2 separate regions of the Mus musculus genome follow, and region 2 is linked to region 1. Evidence: chromatin contacts called from public HiChIP or PLAC-seq data. All regions are on one chromosome and are shown on one strand. Each heading gives the region's core, a stretch centred on a gene start, on an enhancer-like site or on the middle of the called end of the contact. The rest is flanking DNA. Distances are from core to core; before and after follow the strand shown. Region 1 has its middle 33 kb from the start of Gm46926. Region 2 holds the start of Ints1 (integrator complex subunit 1).

What was found. HiChIP or PLAC-seq counts read pairs in DNA pulled down with a chosen protein or histone mark.
Region 2: a contact with region 1 is called in an H3K4me3 HiChIP or PLAC-seq map of bone marrow-derived macrophages, with 2.7 times the contacts expected there. The contact joins the promoter of Ints1 here to the enhancer-like site in region 1. A contact is called at or near these places in 11 of 39 promoter capture datasets (the 3T3-L1 cell line, 3T3-L1-derived adipocytes, the HPC-7 cell line and 8 more), 4 of 484 Hi-C or Micro-C datasets (LSK cells, Sertoli cells, bone marrow-derived macrophages and 1 more), 2 of 115 datasets of contacts at active chromatin or transcription factors (bone marrow-derived macrophages and embryonic stem cells) and 5 of 9 other capture datasets (adipose tissue, embryonic stem cells, liver and 2 more).

What each region holds. Positions count from the first base shown.
Region 1 is chr5:139,701,015-139,703,714 of GRCm38.p6, reverse strand. No RefSeq gene overlaps it. Among named protein-coding and RNA genes, the nearest start is that of Gm46926, 33 kb to the right of the region's middle. Within about 2 kb of position 1,269, at least 25 of the 459 cell types and tissues checked have an H3K27ac peak or open chromatin away from gene starts, as enhancers often do. A contact at or near this core is called in the HPC-7 cell line, bone marrow-derived macrophages and liver, where this site is marked.
Region 2 is chr5:139,774,361-139,777,060 of GRCm38.p6, reverse strand. It overlaps Ints1 (integrator complex subunit 1), which reads left to right and starts at 1,383. Exons shown (of 47, transcript NM_026748.2): 1 at 1,383-1,729; 2 at 2,483-2,700. The coding sequence starts at 1,591.

The DNA.
Region 1 (2,700 bases), core at 20-2,519:
TGCATGGTGGGGCACACCTTTAATCCCAGCACTTGGGAAGCAAGTTGCCTGGCCTACAAAGTAAGTTCCAGGGTAGCCAAATATAGTCCTGGCTGTCCCTGAAATTTACTCTGTAGACCAGACTGGCTTCAAACTCTGATTTCTCTGCCTCTGCCTCCCAAGTGCTAAAATTAAAGATGCGTGCCACCACCACCTGGCTGTAGGCTTTTTTTAGTGATTGATTGGGGGTGGGGCAGCCAACTGTGGGTGGTCCCATCCCTAGGCTTGTGGTCCTGGGTTCTATAGGAAAGCAGGCTGAGCAAGCCAGGGGAAGCAAGCCGGTAAATAGCACCCCTCCATGGCCTCTGCATCAGCTCCTGCCCCCAGGTCCCTGCTCTTCTTGTGCTCCTGTCTTAACAGCAGTGATGGACTATGGGTGTGGAAATGTAAGCCAAGCCTTTCCTCCTCATGTTGCTTTGATCATGGTGTTTCATCACAGTGGTAGTAACCTGAAGCAGTGTGGCCTTGGCACTCTAGGACCTCTCATGTATTAAGGACACAAAAGTTAGAGGGGCTTGGGCCAATCTAGATGCCCCTCCCCCTTCCCCAGTCTTAACCAACCATTGCAGTTCAGCACCTTGACCACCAGGGGCAGGCAGACTGGCACACACCAGGGCTAGGGCTGCTCGGAGGTGCCAGGAACCATTCTGCTATATAGATATGGTGATCTTAGAGGCTCAGAGAGGCTCCGCAGTTCTTGGAAGCCACACAGCAGGTCAGCTGCAGGTTGGAGGCTGGAACCCAGGGATGGATGGCTCTTTGAGCTCCTGGGCTGTGTCGTGGTGGTGGTGGCTGCTTCATTCCCATAGATGGTTACCTAGCAGGTTATGTATATGGAAGAGGGGCCAGGACACTGGTCCTCCACCTGTTATTTGGGCTGCTCTCCATAGACCCCAGATGTAGCTGTGGGATTGCCAGCAGTGCTTGGTGTTTGATAACCTATAGATGGCCCCGGATCAGACCCAGGCCTGTGTAGCATTCTTCCTCTTCTTGAATGGGGTTAAATATGGGAGTTCTTAGGGGAGGAGCCGTGCTCCCAACACTCATGTCCACACTAGTCTTCAGCCTTGAGCACTGAGAGACGCTCTGGGCTTTGGGGAGCAGCTGGGAAGGACTGGCTGTGGGCTCTAGTGTCTGTAGTAGAAAGAAGGGGGCGGGAGGGGATGAAGCTGAGATATGGAGTGACACACTCTTTCCGGGCACAGGGGCATGACCCTGTCTTCACCCAGGCTTTATCTTCCTGCAGTACTTCTCACTTCCTCTCCGACTCCCAGGCTCCTGGGACTGGGACTGGGGCGGCGGTGTGTGTGTGTGTGTGTGTGTGTGTGTGTGTGTGTGTGTGCATCACACGTGCTTGCTTGCTGCCTTCCTCACAACTGGCTCCCTACTTCCGGGCCTCCGGGTAATTCTGCCTTTGTGTTCTCGCAGTGGGTCCTGAGAAGTGTTTGGATGGAGCTCTGTCTCCTGATATCTAAGGTGGAGGACCTTGAGGTCTTGGGGGTAGGGGAGGATCATTTCTCTCCCACTGTGGATCCAATGTGCCTGAAGAGTGTTTCACACACCATAGGGGCTCCTCTGGTATTTTCTTTTCTTTTTACTTAAGCAGTCTACAATGAAAGCTGCCTATGGAGTGTGTCTGCTCCTGCACCTTCTTGTTTCATCCTCGATTTGCCCTTCTTTGTCCTCCTTGTCAGGACTTGGCTTTCCTCTCCACGATCTTGCGGTCCATGTCCAGCGTTAGCCTGGTGATCCCTAGCTTACCGGGGTGGATGCCCACAGGGAGAGTTGTGCCGTTAGCCTTTCCCCACTGCACTCGTTCTATGTGGGTGGCGTGCTTCCTGTACACTTGGACCACCTTGCCATCCGCCGGCCTTTGTAGTGTCCCCGGACAACCTGAACTTCGTCATCCTTCCGTCTCAGCTCTTTGGAAAGAGGGGAAGGTATGATCTTCCTCCGAATTGAGATGGTGCGTTGAAGTGCGTTTGTGGTTCTTGCTTCAGTCAAAAGTCACGAAGGGATTGAATTTCATTCTGGCGGCGGCAATCCAGCAATGGCCGCCAAAGGTCCTCTGGTATTTTCTTTACGAATAAATGAAAGAATGAGGAAGACCTGTGTCTTGAGCCATAGCTGCTTTTCAAGCATCAGGGGACATCAGTGCAGCCAGTGTCCACTGGTACAGCGACAGACTTTGGCCGAGCTCTACCATGCACCATCTTGCATGAAGTAGGGACCTTGAAGTTGCACCCTGGTTCCAAAATGGGGTTAGTGGAGAGTAAGAGAAGTGACACAGGGTTCCCTGAGGACTCCCTGAGAGCATCTCAGAACTGGGGACCATACCTGGAGCCCAGGGCTGGTGTGTGTGTGCTCAATTACCTGTTTCCCTTTCTAGAGTGACTCCGTCCTGACTGCATGGGGTGCACTTAGGACCTCAGAGCCCCGATACATTCCATCTGCACTGGGAGGTGAACAAGAACTCTGTGTTCACTTCCCATCTCCCTGGAGACTCTTCTCCCTTCCAGGACTTGGGTAGCCAAGGGACAGGAGTCCAGTCCTGCCACTTGCCAGTCAGATCCTTCAGTGCTCTGCATTTTGCATCCCATCCCCCGACCCCCAGTGATGGGTTTAGGTCCCACTTGGCCCACTCACTTGGAGCCTAGTTCA
Region 2 (2,700 bases), core at 134-2,633, 73 kb before region 1:
AAGGGTCCTCAGCAGGGCTCAGGCTGAGCTGGGTTCCACTGTCACTGGGTTAGGATCTACTGGAGTAAACAGACTCCCCGCCATTTTGTTTGATTTTGCTTTTGTTTTGGGTCAGAGTCTGTCTATGTGGCTCCAGCTGTCCTGGAACTCACGGAGATTCACCTGCCTCTGCCTCCTGAGTGCTGGGATTAAAGGTGTGTGTGACCACACTGTGACAACTCATCCCTTTTTAAAATCTAAATTTTATCTATTGTTATTGTGGGTATGAGTGTGCATGATGTGAATGTACAGCCATGCACACCACAGCACACGTGTAAGTCAGAGGACAAATTTGTAGAGTTGGCTCAGCAAGCTCTTTCACCTACTGACCCATCCTGCTTACCCTGACATACTGTTATTGTAGCCCTGGCATCACAGTAAGAAAGACCCTGAACTGCAGGCACTGACAGGTATGGGAGGTGCGCTCCTGGGGCTGAAAACCAGCTCTCTGCCTGAAGCTCCCTTTGTGCCACAATGTTCAAACACATCCTTTATTCAGCCCACAAATGTTTACTATATAGCTCTGGGCTTGCTGGCACCAAGGAGGCTGGCCATCATGGGGACAATCCATTAAGGGCGCTTGAGGGTCTTGGGCTCCCAATCCTAATTCTATGACCTTGGAATGTCTATCTGTCTGTCTATATGTGTATAGATACACTCAGACATTCACACACATACATAAACACACATACATATATATGTATACACACATACATGTACACACACACAAACATGGTCTCGGGACCATGTCTGGAATTTTGTCTTTGTCCCAGCAGCTGGACAATCTATCTGGGACTTCCTTAGAGGAGACCTGCAGTACCTATCCTGATAGCTCCATGTAGAGGTCTCCATGGAGAGGGAGGTACCCAAATCAGGTGAATCCAGAGGCCATTGACAGAGGTACCCAAATCAGGTGAATCCAGAGGCCATTGACAGAGGCCTTCAACATTTTAGAGCATGTATCAATATGAAAGTAGGATTTTGACTTTTTTGTTGTTGTTGTTTTTTGAGAAAGGGTTTCTCTGTATAGCCCTGGCTGTCCTCGAACTCAGAAATCCGCCTGCCTCTGCTTCCCAAATGCTGGGATTAAAGGCGTGCGCCACCACCGACCGGCTGGATTTTGACTTCTTGAGCTAGGATCAGATTTAGCTCCAAAACCGTAAGAGGGAACAGTTTATGCCCAACAAGCCCAGCTTTCAGACAGGCATAGGTCCATCCAGCCTCCGGCCGCCAGAGGGCGGTGCAAACACTAGTAGGCTCTGCCTGCCTCTCTCCTCTCTTCCTCGCCTTCGGGTTTGTTTTACTTCCGGTTATGTGAGAAATCAGCGCTCGGAAGGCTCGCAGATCAGTTTGCACTTCCGGAGCGCCCGTGTCTCGGGTCTGCAGAGTGCTGCACCGGAGGTGAGGGGCCTTTGCACCCAGGTGAAGTCCGCTCCCTGCGGTGACATCCGTCTCCGCAGTCGGCCGCGTGTGTGCCGCACTTGGCCCCTTTCTGTGACCCCGGTAGGCGGCCCTGGGCACTCGGTCCAGTGGCCCCGGTGCGAGGGATGAATGACTGAGCGAGCGAGTGACTCCCGCCGCCTCCTCCCAGGTGAAGGCGCTTCCTCTAGGGGCGCCCGGGCCGCGGGGAGGATGAATCGAGCCAAGCCCACCACCGTACGGAGACCCAGCGCGGCCGCCAAGCCCTCAGGTGCGTCCCTGCGCGCGGCGACCTCGAGACGGTCAATGAATGGGTTCCATGAAGGCCGGCATGGCCACTGAAGGGGTTCCTACGGGACATAGTTAACTTGGGACTGTTGGGAGAGCGTGGGCATCCAACACAGCAGGACAACGGTCATCCAACCCAGGCTTCCTGCATACATTGCTGTCCTGAGGGGCTCCTAAAGGACAAGGGCATCCTTGTCCTGCTGAGCATCTGGCAAGGACAGGGTACCTGGACCAGAATCACAGTCTCTGAAGCCGGATAATCTAGACTGGGGTCCTAAAGTTTCTTCTTGCTAACTGTGTGACACTGGCACATTACTTAACTTCTGTCTATTTTGTTTTGTCTTGTTTTGTTTTGGTTTTTTCGAGACAGGGTTTCTCTGTGTAGCCCTGGCTGACCTGGAACTCACTCTGTAGACCAGGCTGGCCTTGAACTCAGAAATCCTCCTGCCTCTGCCTCCCAAGTGCTGGGATTAAAGGCATGTGCCACCAGTCCCCTGCCTAACTTCTGTGTCTTTATTTGTAAAACGAGGGTCATAACTTTTGAAGAAGCCCGGTGAGAATTAAGTAGACAGTGCTTATGAGTTACAGATGGCTTAGTTTCTAGTCAGCACTGGATCAGCGTCAGCCATCGCTTGCTCTGCCAGGGTGGTTGGACAACCTCAGGCTTTACTTTTGTCTCTTGGGGGCCCACTCTGAGATTGGGTATCACAGGTGTGGGTTTTCTGTTCCTCTGCAGGGCACCCTCCCCCTGGGGACTTTATTGCTCTGGGGTCCAAGGGTCAGGCCAGTGAATCAAAGACAACGTCCACCCTGCTGAAGCCAGCCCCTTCTGGGCTACCCTCAGAGCGCAAGAGAGATGCTTCAGCTTCTCTGTCTGGGACCTCTGCGCTGACCGGCCTCACTAAGCGCCCCAAACTGTCCTCCACTCCCCCACTGAGCGCCCTGGGACGTCTG